Regions from separate parts of the Zea mays genome. Here region 2 is linked to region 1. The links are chromatin contacts, called in public Hi-C maps. All regions are on one chromosome and are shown on one strand. The core of a region is the stretch at or near the end of the contact, and the rest is flanking DNA. Distances in the headings are between cores, read along the strand shown. Region 1 has its middle 68 kb from the start of LOC103637719. Region 2 holds the start of LOC103637721.

The links. Hi-C and Micro-C count contacts between places; a contact is called where the count stands out from the background.
Region 2: a contact with region 1 is called in a Hi-C map of ear, with 2.2 times the contacts expected there. The contact joins the promoter of LOC103637721 here to the enhancer-like site in region 1. A contact is called at or near these places in 2 of 25 Hi-C or Micro-C datasets (ear and tassel).

What each region holds. Positions count from the first base shown.
Region 1 is chr1:103,842,978-103,850,358 of Zm-B73-REFERENCE-NAM-5.0, forward strand. No RefSeq gene overlaps it. Among protein-coding and RNA genes, the nearest start is that of LOC103637719, 68 kb to the right of the region's middle. Within about 2 kb of position 4,239, at least 16 of the 20 cell types and tissues checked have an H3K27ac peak or open chromatin away from gene starts, as enhancers often do. A contact at or near this core is called in ear and tassel, where this site is marked.
Region 2 is chr1:104,117,575-104,124,955 of Zm-B73-REFERENCE-NAM-5.0, forward strand. LOC103637721 reads left to right here and starts at 4,878. Exons shown (of 2, transcript XM_020547163.2): 1 at 4,878-5,163; 2 at 5,241-6,492. The coding sequence starts at 4,922. The coding sequence ends at 6,306. LOC100278967 reads right to left here and starts at 1,379. Exons shown (of 5, transcript NM_001152060.1): 1 at 1,271-1,379; 2 at 652-767; 3 at 333-521. The coding sequence starts at 1,378.

The DNA of each region.
Region 1 (7,381 bases), core at 2,989-5,488:
TTTAAAGATAGTTTTTCAAAATATTTCCAATTGGTATCTACTAAAACCCTCTTGAAAACTAAGAGGAGAATTTCAATTCAGGGGGAGTTTTGTTTAAAGTCAAAGGAAAAGCATTTGAAACAGGGGGAGAAATTTCACATCTTAAAAATGCTTCTTGCAACCTTGTTCATATACCTTTGACTATTTGCAAAAGACTTTGAAAAGATTTTCCAAAAGAATTTGCAAAACAAGTGGTGCAAATGTGGTCCAAAATGTTAAATATCAAATCAAACTTATATACTTAGAAATGCTTTCATTTCAAAATAACTTATGCACATCTGTCAAAATGCAAATTAGTTACATTTCTACACTTTATATTTGCTTTGGTTTGTGTTGGCATCAATCACCAAAAAGGGGGAGATTGAAAGGGAAATAGTCTCAATATTTCCTATATCGATTTTGGTGTTTGACGACCATCACAAACCTTGTGGACTAACTAGTTTGCTCAGTTGATCATTTCACAGGTGCATAAATTCATCTACAACTATTCTAAATCGATTGTCCAGAATACCGTAGATTATTCCGGATAGGAGAAGCTTTTTGGAAAAAACCACCTAAGCGCGGACAGATCGGGCCCTTGCGGCGGACCGTCCGCGACACTAGGGTGACCCTCGGACAGGAACACTGCATAAACGCAAGACAACATTACGGACCGTCCGATGGAGAAGCGAGCACAGTCCGAGACCAAGCACAGACCGTCCGGCTTCATGCGCGGACCGTGTGGTCGTGAAGAACCAGAAAAACCTGAAGGTGACGGGTTCGATCGGTAAAATGAATTTTAAGCGTCCTCGCAGACCGTCCGGGGTGCACGGCTGGACCATCCGTGATTGCGGTACCTGACATCTGATGACGCATTTAATGCATAGTAGCCGTTGATATAGCCGTTACTGCTGACCATTTCAATTTCAGCCGTTGATGTGCAGGGGCGGACCGTCCGGACCAAGGGCGCGGACCGTCCGCGGTCGGCAGGAAGGGAGCAACGGCTAGGAAGTGGTTGGGGGCTATAAATACAACCCCAACCACCTCCATTCACTTCATCCAAGCACTCCAATCCTTCACATTCAATACAAGAGCTAGCAATCCATTCAAAGACACAATCAAAGCTTCCAATCTCTCCAAGTTCCACAATTGAGACAAGTGATCATTAGTGATTAGTGACTTGAGAGAGAGAGTGATCTATGTGTTATTTGTCGCTCTTGTCGCTTGGATTTTGCAATCATGCTTTCTTCTTTTCCCATTCTTATTCTCAAGTGACTTGTAATCAAAGCAAGAAACACCAAGTGTGTGGTGGTCCTTGCGGGGTCTAAGTGACCCGTTTGATTAAGGAGAAAGCTCACTCGGTCTAAGTGACCGTTTGAGAGAGGGAAAGGGTTGAAAGAGACCTGGTCTTTGTGACCACCTCAACAGGGACTAGGTTCTTTGGAACTGAACCTCGGTAAAACAAATCATTGTGTTCATCTGCTTTATTTCTTGGTTGATTTGTTTTCCCTCTCTTTCGGACTCGGATTTAATTCTAACGCTAACCCCGGCTTGTAGTGTGTGCTTAAGTTTGTAAATTTCAGATTCCGCCTATCCACCCTCCCTCTAGGCGACTTTCACCTAACCACATGGATGTTGTCACCAACAAACTTCCCATCTACTAAGAATGTCGCTAGTCTGGTGGCAGTAGTTACTGCAATTCCAACTTTCAAATCTTTCTCCTTTGGAACTGGTGAGTTCTATGGTTCCTTTAGCACAGTGTATAAACTTCCTTTACCTTTCTTAACTATGACATACCAAGGATCACGTCTATACTGATCTCTTCTAACACTATAGGGGTAGCCCATCTAGGTTAGAAACTTAGAGTAAGAAAGAAAGGACTGTAGGCAAGGCATGTAATTACGAAGCACGTTACTTTTGGGGATTTATTAGCTAAGTGTGTTGCCTACTAAAGCTAATTCATTACCTTATGGTGGTACATGCTAAGATGCCCGTCTATACTATTTCAATCAATCAAAGAAGCAAATCAGGCATTGATCATCAGAACAATCAACCAACATTTTTAAATAAAGAAAATAATTTTAATTTTGTCTTAGGTTTCCTATTTCTTAAAAAGATCATAAGTGTAGGATTTCAAGGTGTGAAATACATCTTGTCTTAGAGTAGAAAAGATAAGAATGATCAGAGTAGAATAGTAGAAGGTGAGACAGGATCAAGATAAGTATAGAAAGAATCAGAGTAAGGTAAGTAGGTAAGGGTTTTGTCCATTTCTATCTAGGTTTTGTCCTACAGTCAACATTTTTCTCTGATACCACTTCTGTCACACCCGGTTTTAAGGGACAAAGCCGGGTGCATCTCATACATGCGCCAAAGAAGACAACACATATAATAACAGAGTGTATAGAGATAAATGTCACAATAATCAGAGTACTTATTATATAGCGGAAGACTTACAAAAATAAAAGATAACTATAACAGGATCTAAAATCCATCCTTGGCGCTAGAAAGTCAACTGGGAGACGCCACCTAGATCGAATCGAACTCCTCGATGTGTGACTCCACTTGAACAACATGTTCTTCTCCTGTGGGGGGTGTGAGACAGCAAGGGTGAGCTCACACATGTTCATCGCTCAACAAGTTGTGGGGCATAATGTGCATGAACTCACCAAAGGTGTGAGTTCATGTGAAGTGTAAGGCAAATCAATGTAATAAAGGCTGAAGCTGAGCATTGCTTTTATATCTTGGTCAAAATTTTATTAGCAGTTACTAAGTGTAAGTAAATACCAAACCATAATAATAATAAGTAAAAGTAATAATAAAATAATCCTAGATGCAATGCAAATGAAAAATTGAATTTAAGTTCCATAAGTTAATCAAGTGAGTGTCCGAGCCGCTCATGACCGTGAGCACGGCTAGTATACCAGTTTTACACTCTGCAGAGGTTGCGCATCTTTACCCACAAGTTGTGTTACCCATTTGCCACAGAGTTGATCAGACCCCATACACCTCTACCAAGGAAGCGAGGCAGGGTACCACTACGAGGCCTTTACAAAGTTCCACTAGCTTCAGAAAACCGCTACAGTTTATAGGAAGCTCCAGTGCAGGAATCCCTCGCATGACCGCCATCGCAGCAAAATCAACCCAAGGACCTCCCTACACTGACCACTCCCCTACTGCCCTTGCCCCTTTCGGGTAAGGTAGTCATCCACTAGCTTTCCTAGTTAATCAGCCAAGGGCGTCCCATTAAACCCTTGTGGTAGCACTGTTTTCCCGTGTGGTTCTCCATGTTCCCATTAACATAATGATCTTTCCATGAACAGTAAATAATAAACAGATAATAAAAAAGTATTAAAATGAGTAGTGAATATCTCTATACCCAAAGCCACATAAAGCAATAGCATGTACTACCCAAAAATTTAGTAGTAAAACCAGTGGTGAAACAAGGTATAAAGATAGTCAAAATCTAGGGTAACCTATTGGGTCACATCAAAATTAACCTATGCAGATCATTATGATTAATAAGAACATGACTGGGTAAAAAGGAAGTGATCAAGGGCACAACTTGCCTTCAACGAGGTCCTACTCAGCAGTCTCTACCAGCTGAACCTCAGGAACCTCTATGACTTGCTCGTCTACTCGCATCAACACAATACATACATAGTATAGCAAAAATTAACATCACACTAAACATGTAAATAAAATACACAATAATAATCTACACATTAAAATAAGATCATAAGAACTGGGATCATTAAATTTGGAGTTATAGATTTTTAGTTGTGACTTTCCATAGATTTTATGTATTTAATACCAGATTATGTAATAGATAAATTTTACTGAGTCTTTCATGCCAAAACAGAGGCACTAATGGATGAACAATAATATTACAAAAAATTTAGGAACTAGAATGGACCAATTTGGAGTTCATAAGAATTTTTTACAAATTAAACAAGTTTCTGCAATTAAATATGTACGAAAAACTATTTTCTAAATAATTTTCCTGGTTTTATCAATTATCTGGACTGGGCCTCAAATACAGAGAAGTGCAGGGGGCAAAACCGAAGTCTTCCCAAGACACAGACCACTGGCGCTTGGAGTGCGGGTTAATTCCTAAGAAACCCAGGGGCTCTTAAGAAAATGTGCCAGGGCCGAAGAGGTATCGAGGGTTTTCAGCCGCACAATCAAGATTCTAGGGCCTGGATGAGATCTAGCCTTTTAATGAATCGGTACGCGCTGGGGATCGTCGATTACGCCTTCTACGGTCATGATTTTATGAGACGAAAGGGTACGCCTAATCAAATCATGGCCACCCAAATCTAATCTGACGCTCAGTATTTAATTTGTCAAGATCTAATCCTAGCCGTTTGCTAGGGGATCAACGGCCATCGTCCCATCATCTACCCCACGCCTGCAGCCGAACTCCCCACGGCGGCGCGCGCAGAACGCGACGGCGCCATTGCCGTGAACATCGACCCCGCCTTCTACTACCCCACTGCGAACACGACTTCGTTCAAATTAAAGGGGAGGAAAAGGTGAATGCGTCGGTGGATTCCTTACCGGTAGATAAGGGGGGTAGATGAGTTAGCCACGGTGCCCCAATGTTCGGCGGTGGAAGATTTCTCCGATGAGAAATTGCCCATGCTTGGCCGGCTTCCCAAGCCCAGTAACTCCCCGCATGCACTTCACACCCGACGATGAAGTCACGGGTCCAAACACCCAGTGGAGAGTCGACGCGGACGGAGGTCACCAGCAGTGGGTGATCGATCCTGCGGCGGCGGCAGATCTCCCTCCACCCTTCTGCTTTCTCTCCACGGCACAACGTTCTCAATGGTGTAGATGAGGGATGTTGTGCGGGGTCGGGGATCTTCTCCCCCCTTTTATGGACGCAGGGCACAAGTCAGCCAGCTGCCCGCCGAATCTGTGATGTTGGTTGGGATTCGGCGAGGAAGACGGAGCATGGGCTGACCGGACGGTCCCACCATGCAGTTGCAGTCGTGCGCGCCGATAGCGAAGTCCCGACTGACCCACGGGTCCCGCCTAGAAGTGACACAGCTAAGTACGCGCGCGGTTACGAGTGGCCTACACGGAGGACCCACCTGTCGGCGCCGAGAGCCCAAGGCGCGCACGTGATTGCGTCATGCAGTCGAGCCCACACGGCAGAGAGTGAAAACGCATCCCCTGGACAACGTAGGCCGGTGACGCAGGGGTTCAGGTTAGGCTGAAAATGGCGTCCCGGCCCAGTAAGCTCCCTATTCGTTTTTTTCTTTTTATTTTTCTTTTATTTTTTTCACTTTCCTTTCTTTTGCTTTCAAATTTAAATTCCAATTTCAAATCCAAACTTCCTAGTACATTTATTTTCTCATAAAATGTACATCTTAAACATGGTATGAGGGAGTTTTACTTATTTATTTATTTCGATGTCTATTTTGTGGTACTAGTGCTCTTCTCCTCTAATCCCCAAAATTCAAATTTAAGTCTTACTTCCAATTTGGGTATTAATATATTCCTTTTTTACTTTATTTTTATGTTATCACAGAATGCACACAAAATAAAACCTCAGCATGATGCATATTCCATTTTTGTATCATTTGTTTTAATTCATCTCTCTTAATTAAAGGTATGCTCTTTTAAGATGAACATATGGCACATAAAATAAGGAGATCGACTATACTCTCTTGAATACATTTTTTTGGGTTTTACAGGGATCCCAAGCAACATACCAAGACATAGAATAGACATTTCCAAGTGATCATACACCCAAGTGCTTAATAGAATCACTCGGTGATTAGCGTAGGTGCTTTGCGAAGTGCTTAGGTAAGTTAGACCGCTTTAGCGCTTGCTCTAGATGAATCCTAGTTAATTGAGTGAGTTTAGAAAAACCACACAACCCTCGGCTCTTGCGAGAGACGTTGTAATTGTACCGAGTGGGGTGAGAGTCTTGCGAGACTATGACAACCGCGTTTGTGTCACGGCCACCACCGTGTACCGAAGCGAACGAGGCTCGTGGCATTTTCGGCCGGAAGCTCAATAGTGGAGACAGAGGGGAGCGTCCGAGAGCAGCCGGAAGCGAAGCACCACTTGCGCGTGGAGAAGGCCTGTGGCTCTCTACGGAGTTACTCGGCCGTGGTGCTTGGCCCTCGCGTGGGCTTCCCTTTGCGTAGGGGCACCAACGAGGATTAGTCAGGACCTTGCGTGGTTCCGGATACCTCGGTAAAAATATCGGCGTCATCCACGAGAGTTTGCATCTCTACCTTGCTCTTTAAGCTTCCACATTTATATTAAGCACTTAAGTTTCAACCTTGTCTTTATACTTAGATTATTTAGGATTGAAACTTAGACATTGTAGTAGAGATAGCAACACTTAGACAAAACCTAGTTTGCACATTCTAGTTTGATTATTTGCATAAGTTTTGCTCTAGGGATTTATTTGTGGCCTGGTTTAGAGAAAGCTTAAGAAGTCGAATTCACCCCCCCCCCCTCTTAGGCATCACCTTTTTCCTTCACTCATTACTGTGATTCAGATGCAGTGAGTGTTTGACGAAGACCCTTTTCGAACAGCCATCAGTCATTCTGAAGCCTTCAGAACACCATTTTGAGCAGGAGGCACTTGAAATAGCAATCACAAAGTTGCTATTAAAGTCATATTGCAATATTATCAGGAAAAATGTGGTGGACTTCATACCAAAAACAGTTATGCATTTCTAAATCAAACTGGGCACTTTTGCAACAATATAGAATCGTATAGGTTATCATAACACAAATTTGGTACTTTGAAACTACCCCATCACATCACTTAATACCTAGGTTCCTGAATCAAACTGGGATGATCGTCAATCCTAGCAAAATGGTATGATAATTTATATGCAAAGCAAACAAGATCAAGTATAGACGAAACTGACCTAGTGTTGGACCAGATGACGAGCGTAAACAGATCCAGTGATTCCCATGGGTGTCCATTCTCGCCTTACTTAGAGACCATTGCCACCTGGGACACGATGTTTAGTTCCAGCATTCAATCAAGCACTCATTAAGCTATATTGATCTAATGTGTGTTCCTTCTATGCAGCCAATCCCCACCTAGTCAGGCACGAAACCACGGTGGCAGATTTCGTGCTCGTGGTCTGTGCTGTCGTGCGGCTTACCGTGCACGCCATTGCTCACCTGTTGCTGGATGCACACGCTCTAAGCCCGCGCGCCACGGTGGTGCCCAATACACTATTGTCCGATCCGACAATCGCCGACAATCGACAGCTCCATGCTGCCCCTGCGATCGTCCAGGATCAGGTCCAGGCACGGCTCTCGCGACGTCTCCGGTGTCCCCATGTTCCTCTCCTTGCGCTACTAACTTGGTGGCTAGAGAGAT
Region 2 (7,381 bases), core at 3,628-6,127, 280 kb after region 1:
GGGTTGAACCCTGCATTTATAGAGGGTGCAACGTTTTCAGACATCTCTGATTTTTGACAAAAAGAACATGGGCCTCTATATTTTCACACTGGACTACAACATGTAAATAGCCTCAACTACATCAAACTGCCCTTAAATTAAAACAGAGTTTATTTTGAGACAACAAGAAATATCAGGCTCATACTAGACAATATAATTTCTCCAACCAGATACAAAGTATGCTGATCGTGACCATTCTTTTTTATCCCCATAGGAAACTGCCATAATACACCAAAAGGGAAGTGAAGTGGAGAAGGAAATTTAAAAGGGCAACAACAAACTAAATTCTTCACCTGTCCCACATAGGCGATGAGCTGAGAATAAAATGTAGATTCTGGAGTACAGAATCTTGCATGTCACTTCTGCTTCCAGTAAATGCACCTTTAATCCATGCTGAGAGTCCAGTCTTTGAGTCTGTCTTGAGATCCTTCCATTGATCATACAGCATGACCTCTGGTTGGGTGCTTATAGTATAGGAAGGCCTGATGCAGAACATCTTAAATAGTTAAAATTACAGTAATAAAAAGAGCCTGACAACAATAATGAGAAAAAAAATCAAAAAAGCATCCGACAGAAGAACAAACAGAACATAATTTCATAATGAGAACTAACCTGCAGTTGGGATTTGGCAGAACAACTCTCCCGATGATATGCCCATCAGGCAGTTTTGCTCCCCTTTGCTCCAAGTATGATTGAAGATTAGCAGCTAGTCTGTTGACTTCTAATACCTAAAGAAGAAATTGCAGCAAATTATTAAACAGGAACAAAAAATACAAGAGGAATGATTGAAGATTAACATAAAGGCATCAGGCGGTACATGCAAACCTAAAGCCCCATTGAATGCGATTAGTTAATTTTTCACAGTTGGAATGTGACTTGGGTCTGAAAACGATTTTAGGATTTCATAGCAAGGGACTGCGGAGCATTAAATTTACTATCAAGAATATTTCCAACAAAGAAATTCCCTTTGAGAGTGTAGAATTTCAAATAGAAAACCTCCAGTATTATATGCCTCATAGTTCTACAATGAAGTAAAACATCCTTTCTGCCTACATTTTCACTGGAAAGTACAACAGTGTTGGCTAGTGATCTCATGCTTAAACACATGGTTATGTCCAAAGGTAGCTCAACCTCACTATGTTCATTAACAACTCATGAGTAAATAACACACTGAAATACATTGAAGTTGTCTATGAACTCAAACAGACGAAGTAGTGGTCAAGCCACATACCGGGTTTGGAAATATCTCATGCTTATGCTTCTTGTCAGTGGGACAAGACCAATTTCCATCCTTGTCAGCCTCAACAAAACCAGATAAGTTTTTGATCGCTACCACCATCACCTCCCTGTTTTAGTGTTACAAGATCAAAACATCAAATTCCAAGTTTGGAAAAAAACAATAGTCCAGACTCAAGTAACTTTAACATCATATGGATGAACTGTGCAAGAAGGTTGAGTACATTGGGTATGAGCCAGTAATGATGACATCTAGACAAGTTAAAAGTGAAATTGGCTGAGAAGCAATTTAGAAGACAGTAATAGTGCTGAAAAAGTATCACACATGGAGTGGTCAGAAACACTATTTCTATAAGCAAGCCCAGGGATGTAGGCTGCAATCAAAGCATTGTTCCAGAGGATCTAGGAAGATATTCAAGTGTTCAAGAGTGAGATTAGAAGATTGGTCAAAGAAGACCACGGCCCCCGCGTCGCCTCGCTAGGGCGGCTTGGGCGGCAAACCCTAGCCGGCACCGCCACCGTCACCGCCCCTCCACCGACGGCCTTGCCGCTTCCAGAGCACGGCGGCGACGCTTCCTGCGCACCCTGCAAGGACGGCGGCGGCGAGGAGTTCTCTCCCTTGCCTCCTCATGCTTCTCCTTTCTCTAGTAGCCGTCGTGTGCGTGCTCGAGTGGGCATGTCGATGCAGAGAGCGGAGGCGCATGCAGTCATGTTGGTGGCGGCTGGCTGCTGTGCGAGCTCCGCCTGTGCTCCCGCTTGCCAGATCTCCGCGGGCGGCCACCGCTCTGTCCATGCTCTCGCCGGATCTCCAGGGACCTTTCTCATCTACTGCCAGTTTCAATTAGGTCCTTGCCTCCGCCCGCCTGTCTTCGTATTCCTTCCTGCTCTGGCGTGGTGGATGGTGGGCATATGTAGGCAGGTCCTCCAGGTTCGTGCAGTTGCCATCAAGCAACCATTCTCCGCCTGTGCTCCCACCGGCCACCACCCGCGCTCTGACGTGATGGGTGGCTGGCGGTGGTGACCGTGGCCGGCGGCGTGGGCGGGGTGTTGCTATGGTCTTCGTCGGGGAGGTTGGCGGTGGTGATGTCCTGGTTGCTGGACAGACGCTTGTCCTCACCGCCATAGTTAGGGCGGATGAAGTTCTTCTGTGCGTGGGGGGGGGGGGGGGCACCCGCGTCTGCGTCTGGGTCGTCGCGTTCTTGCGCGAAGGGCGGATCTACTCGGGGAGGGGATGACCGCCACGAGCGGAGAGGATGCGTCATGTAGCCCGGCAGGTGCGCCGGCAGGGCTGCGCGGCCGGCCGAGATGGCGGTGGCGGGGCCCTCCTCTCTTTGGTGTCTTGGCGGCGTGGGGTGGCTCAAGCCTGCGGGTGTCACCTCTCCTGCGCCGCGTGGGGCTCGGTGTGGTCGTCTGCGGCGGCACTGGCAGTGGTCGGGCAGGCGCAGAGTGGCGGAGTGGCCGGCGGCAACTAGCTTCGGTAGTCGCATGTGCTAGGGCCGACGGCGACTGACGGCATCGACTCTGGCGCGTGGCTGTGTGACGCTTGCGGCAAGGTGCTACCTGGTTTTGTGTGCCCTGTTGGGGGGTGGCGACCGACGCAGCTTTGCGACTGCTGCGGACATGTGGCAGTTGACACGTCAACACCCCTCTCGTAGGGTTTGTGCGGATGTCAGGGCGGCGACGACGACGGAGGCTACATGTTTTGTCCCAAGGTCTTGGCCTGGCGAGGTGCTAGGGGACATCTTGGGCGAAATCCTCAGTGGTGGTGACGCCCGTGAGCATTGCTTCCCTGTTGAGGGTGTCACATTCCCTAGCACTGTCTTCCATGGGCAAAAGCCCGATCCATCTCGGACAGACGACGGTGGCGTCCCAGACGTCACTCCCTTCCTGAATGCGTCGCTATTGAAGTTCGTCTCGATCACGGCATCACCTTCGGTTGTTGCTTTCGCTTCTCGGCGTCCGGTATGCGGATGGAGGTGGGGTTTTGCAACATGAAGTTAAAGCTGTTGCGTCAGGAGATGTGGCTCGGCAACAATGACATGAGGCAAAACTCCCCTTTCTTCATGGACTGAATTGTTTCGGGGGTTGGGCATATGCCAGGGGCGGGGCGGGGCGGAGGATCATGCTCGTTGGTGTAGAATCGGAGCTGCCTCGCGTGGGGTGTGTTGAGGCTTGGCAACGACGCCGCACTGCGATCTTCCTCCTTCTGTTCCGGTGTTTGGGTGTTAGCGTCGTCGTGTTCCTTGGCCATGTGCGGCCCGTCTTGCGGAGTCGGAGTTGCCCATCCCTTGTGTTGAGCTCGGCAATGGTGACTTTGGATGGGTTTTGTGTGTGTGGATGCCGATGTCTAGGTTGTTTCTGTTTGTTGTTTGTGCACTCTGTGTAGGTTTTGGGCGTTTTCCTTAAAAAGTTAAAGTTGGGTCATTTCCATTCTTCTTAATTGAAAGGTACAGCTCCTGCCGTTATCGCTCAAAAAAAGAGTGAGATTGGGCACTTGAGAAAAACAAAAGGACTAATAGATCAGGCACCCTACAATTTTTTGGCACTAACATCATCGTTCTGCAATGCATTATCTCTGTAATCTCAAGGCAGTATACCCAATTGATAGCTGCACATATCTTCGCTCCTGATAATTTCTTAAAAGGAACAAAAAAACATTCTAGCTGACGAGGTTGGAAATTGCGAAGTGGCAGGACAGACTGACCTCTTGGTAACGAGGACAACGTCGATATGCTGGCGCTCGCCGGCGTCGGGGTCGGGGATGCGGAGACCGACGAAGCATCGACCGGCGTAGAGCTTCTCGAGCCTGGAAGGGGGAATCGGAACCGACGGTGGGGTCAGTAGGGTGGGTTTCTCTTGTCCATAAAGAGTCAGAGTGGGGGAAGGAGTGGAACCTGGAGGCGACGGCGAAGCAGAGATCGGAGTGGGAGGAGTCGAGGTCGGCGAGGTAGGAAGCGTCGTCGCCGCCGGCGAAGAAGACGCGTTGGATGATCTTGTAGACCACCAGGCCGCACAGGATTTCCACCCACATCGCGGCCGCCCTTTCTTTACCCTGCGAACTGCTGATGAACCCCAACGGCGGGGAAGGCGGAAGCGGAGTCGGTTTCGATCTCGACCTGAGACTGTCTTCAGCGGTTCCCCTAAATTTGTCCCCCTATATCCCACTCACGTGCCACGTCAGCAATCTCTCTCCCCCTATATATCCACGCTCTACAGCGGTTCCCCCTATAACAATCCTCTATACCCCACCACACCAATATTATATATTTTCATCATCAACTAACTCAACTACCATGAAATCTTTAAATTGTTATTATTTATTAATTGCTTAGTACACCGGCGAATTTTGGTCCACATGTAATTAGCGACCTTAATAATTACTATTCATACGTTAGTATAAATACGGTCCGAATTTATGTTTTTTAGAAATACAAATTTTCATTCTTCTAGTCCACGACACGACTGGCTTCCACGACACGACTGGCTTCTACCGGAAGCCACGACCGTCTGGCTTCCTTCACACACCTAGGGCACCTATAAATAAGGTACCCCTGGGCACATGCTCCATTCATCTACACACTCACCTCTTCTATATCATCCGCCATTCCTTAAGAAGTCCGTAGTACGACTCGTAGTTTAGGTCGTCATGGAGTCATTGAAAAGCCTTGTGTTCTCGTCGTCATCCGACGATTCCGACGATGAGATCGATACCTTGTTGCTTGCCCAACATGTTGAGCACCTTGTAGTAGGAGACACGAGCACGCGGCGTAGGCGCTCCTCATTGCCTCGCCGAGTTATCCATAGGGACCACGCTGCTGGAGAAAATCTCATCAAACATCACTACTTCGGACCTAATCCTGTGTATCCATCACATGTATTTCGTCGAAGGTACATTTCGTAAGTTATGATTTTACTTTCATTTCTAGGTTTGTTTTGTTAATTTTTTGCTTTATTATCGTGCACAGGTTTCGGATGCATCGTCCTTTGTTCCTACGTATCCTTCGTGCCGTTCAGCGAGAAGACGAATACTTCACTATTCGTTCTGATGCAACCGGTTTAGCAGGGCTTGGTCCATTGCAAAAGGTTTGTGCTGCATTGCGTATCCTTGCGTATGGGTTACCAACCGATGCGGTAGATGAGTACATACAGATTGGACAGACTACCGCTAGAGACTGCCTTATCCGTTTTTGTCGCGCAATCATCTCTTGCTTTAGCGAACGATACCTTCGTATCCCTAACCACGACGACATTGCTCGCATACTACGTGTAAACGCCGACAGGGGGTTTCCGGGTATGCTTGGCTCTATTGATTGTATGCATTGGGAATGGCGCAACTGTCCTACTGCATGGCGCGGACAGTTTTGTGGGCGCAATTCGAGGCCAACAATGATACTAGAGGCAGTCGCAGGGTACGATTTGTGGATTTGGCATGCCTTCTTTGGAATGCCTGGTACGAACAATGATCTCAACGTGCTTCATCGGTCACCTGTGTTTGATCCGTTACGTAACGGGACGATGCCACCAGTGCACTTCACTATTAATGGGACCACTTACAATTTCGGATACTACTTAGCAGATGGCATATATCCAAATTGGCCTACCTTTGTAAAAGCTATTCGCCACGCATTTGAGGAAAAAAAGGTTCACTTTACAACCAAGCAAGAGAGTTGTCGAAAAGACATTGAGCGAGCATTTGGAGTTTTGCAGGCAAGGTGGGCTGTTCTACGTGGACCCGCTTATGGTTGGGATCGTAATCACCTTGCAGACATGATGACTGCTTGCATTATTATGCACAACATGATTGTCGAGGACGAAGGAGATGGTGCAGCTAATGTGGACTTCATTGGCCCCTCTGGGCCACCAGAGCCGTGTAACAATACTCCTGAGGTCCGCAACGAGTGGCTGAACAATCATATCCGCTCAGAGTTACCAAACGATCCGGACCAGGATCTCACATGTCAGGCAACTTACTTGTCTTTACAGCACAACCTCATAGAACACCTCTGGGCTCGTCGAGGCTCCATGGGTTGATGCCTAGTTTCCAAAGGATGTGCTATACCAATGTTGTTCACTTTCAATTATGAAGTCAACGTTGTGTACCAGGACTAGATGTCGTATGTGCTATGTATGTCCCTGGTAGAGAAGTGATAGTTCCTTCTAAGTGTAATGCCTCTGGTACAAATTAGTTGCATAAGTTTCCAAACTTGAAGTCATGTATCAGAATCCTTATTATGAATATCAATTATGTGAAAATAAACAATGTTCAAAAACCAAGCTGATGAACTGAAACAACTAAGGAATTGTTCAACCACTCTAAAATAGACATGTCGAAACACAGACGACCACGGTTCGCCGATACAAAGGTGACAAACACCTTATGGAAAACAGTAGTACTCGTCACACAGGATTGTTGATGAAATATTCGATTAAACCTTTTCTCCTTGCGATGTAAACAGCTCTCAATTCTTCAGGTAAAGCATCCATGTCCATAGCATAAAGTTTGTTGAGCTCTTCGTCTTTTTGCTTCCTATCTTCCATCATCAATTTTTTTCCTGTACTTGTATTTCCTTGGATTGCACCTCCAACTTCTTCAGTTCAACTTCCTTCATGAACTCAATGTTCTGCTGCTTTTGGTCTGATTTTTCTTCACTTTGCTTGAATCTTGCTACTTGCATGTCATGGATTTTAGAAAGGTAGTCAGTAGACTGAGATGAAGTGGACATTGACTTCTTCCTTGAAGCTTTCGCGGAGTCACGTCCTAATGGTCTCTTCCCTCGTGAACCACCTTCATCATATTCAACTTCATTAACAGAGCCTGTAGGTGTAAGACTACGGGCAGGCTCCGTCCCCGCAGTGCCTCTCCAGGGGCTCCCATGAACCATGGCATCCCATTTCGGTTCGTTTTTAAGGCGCGTCCAGCAATGCATGAAATGAAATGGCTTTTTCTGTGAGGTTGCATAAAGAGTTGCAGCTTTCGATGTCTACACAAGAATGACAACCACACATGAGTCAACGTATACCAGTACGATTACAGATACATTGACATACAAAACTTATTCGAAATTAATATCAGTTTACCTTGTCGTTATCTGTGAGGCCACTCTGG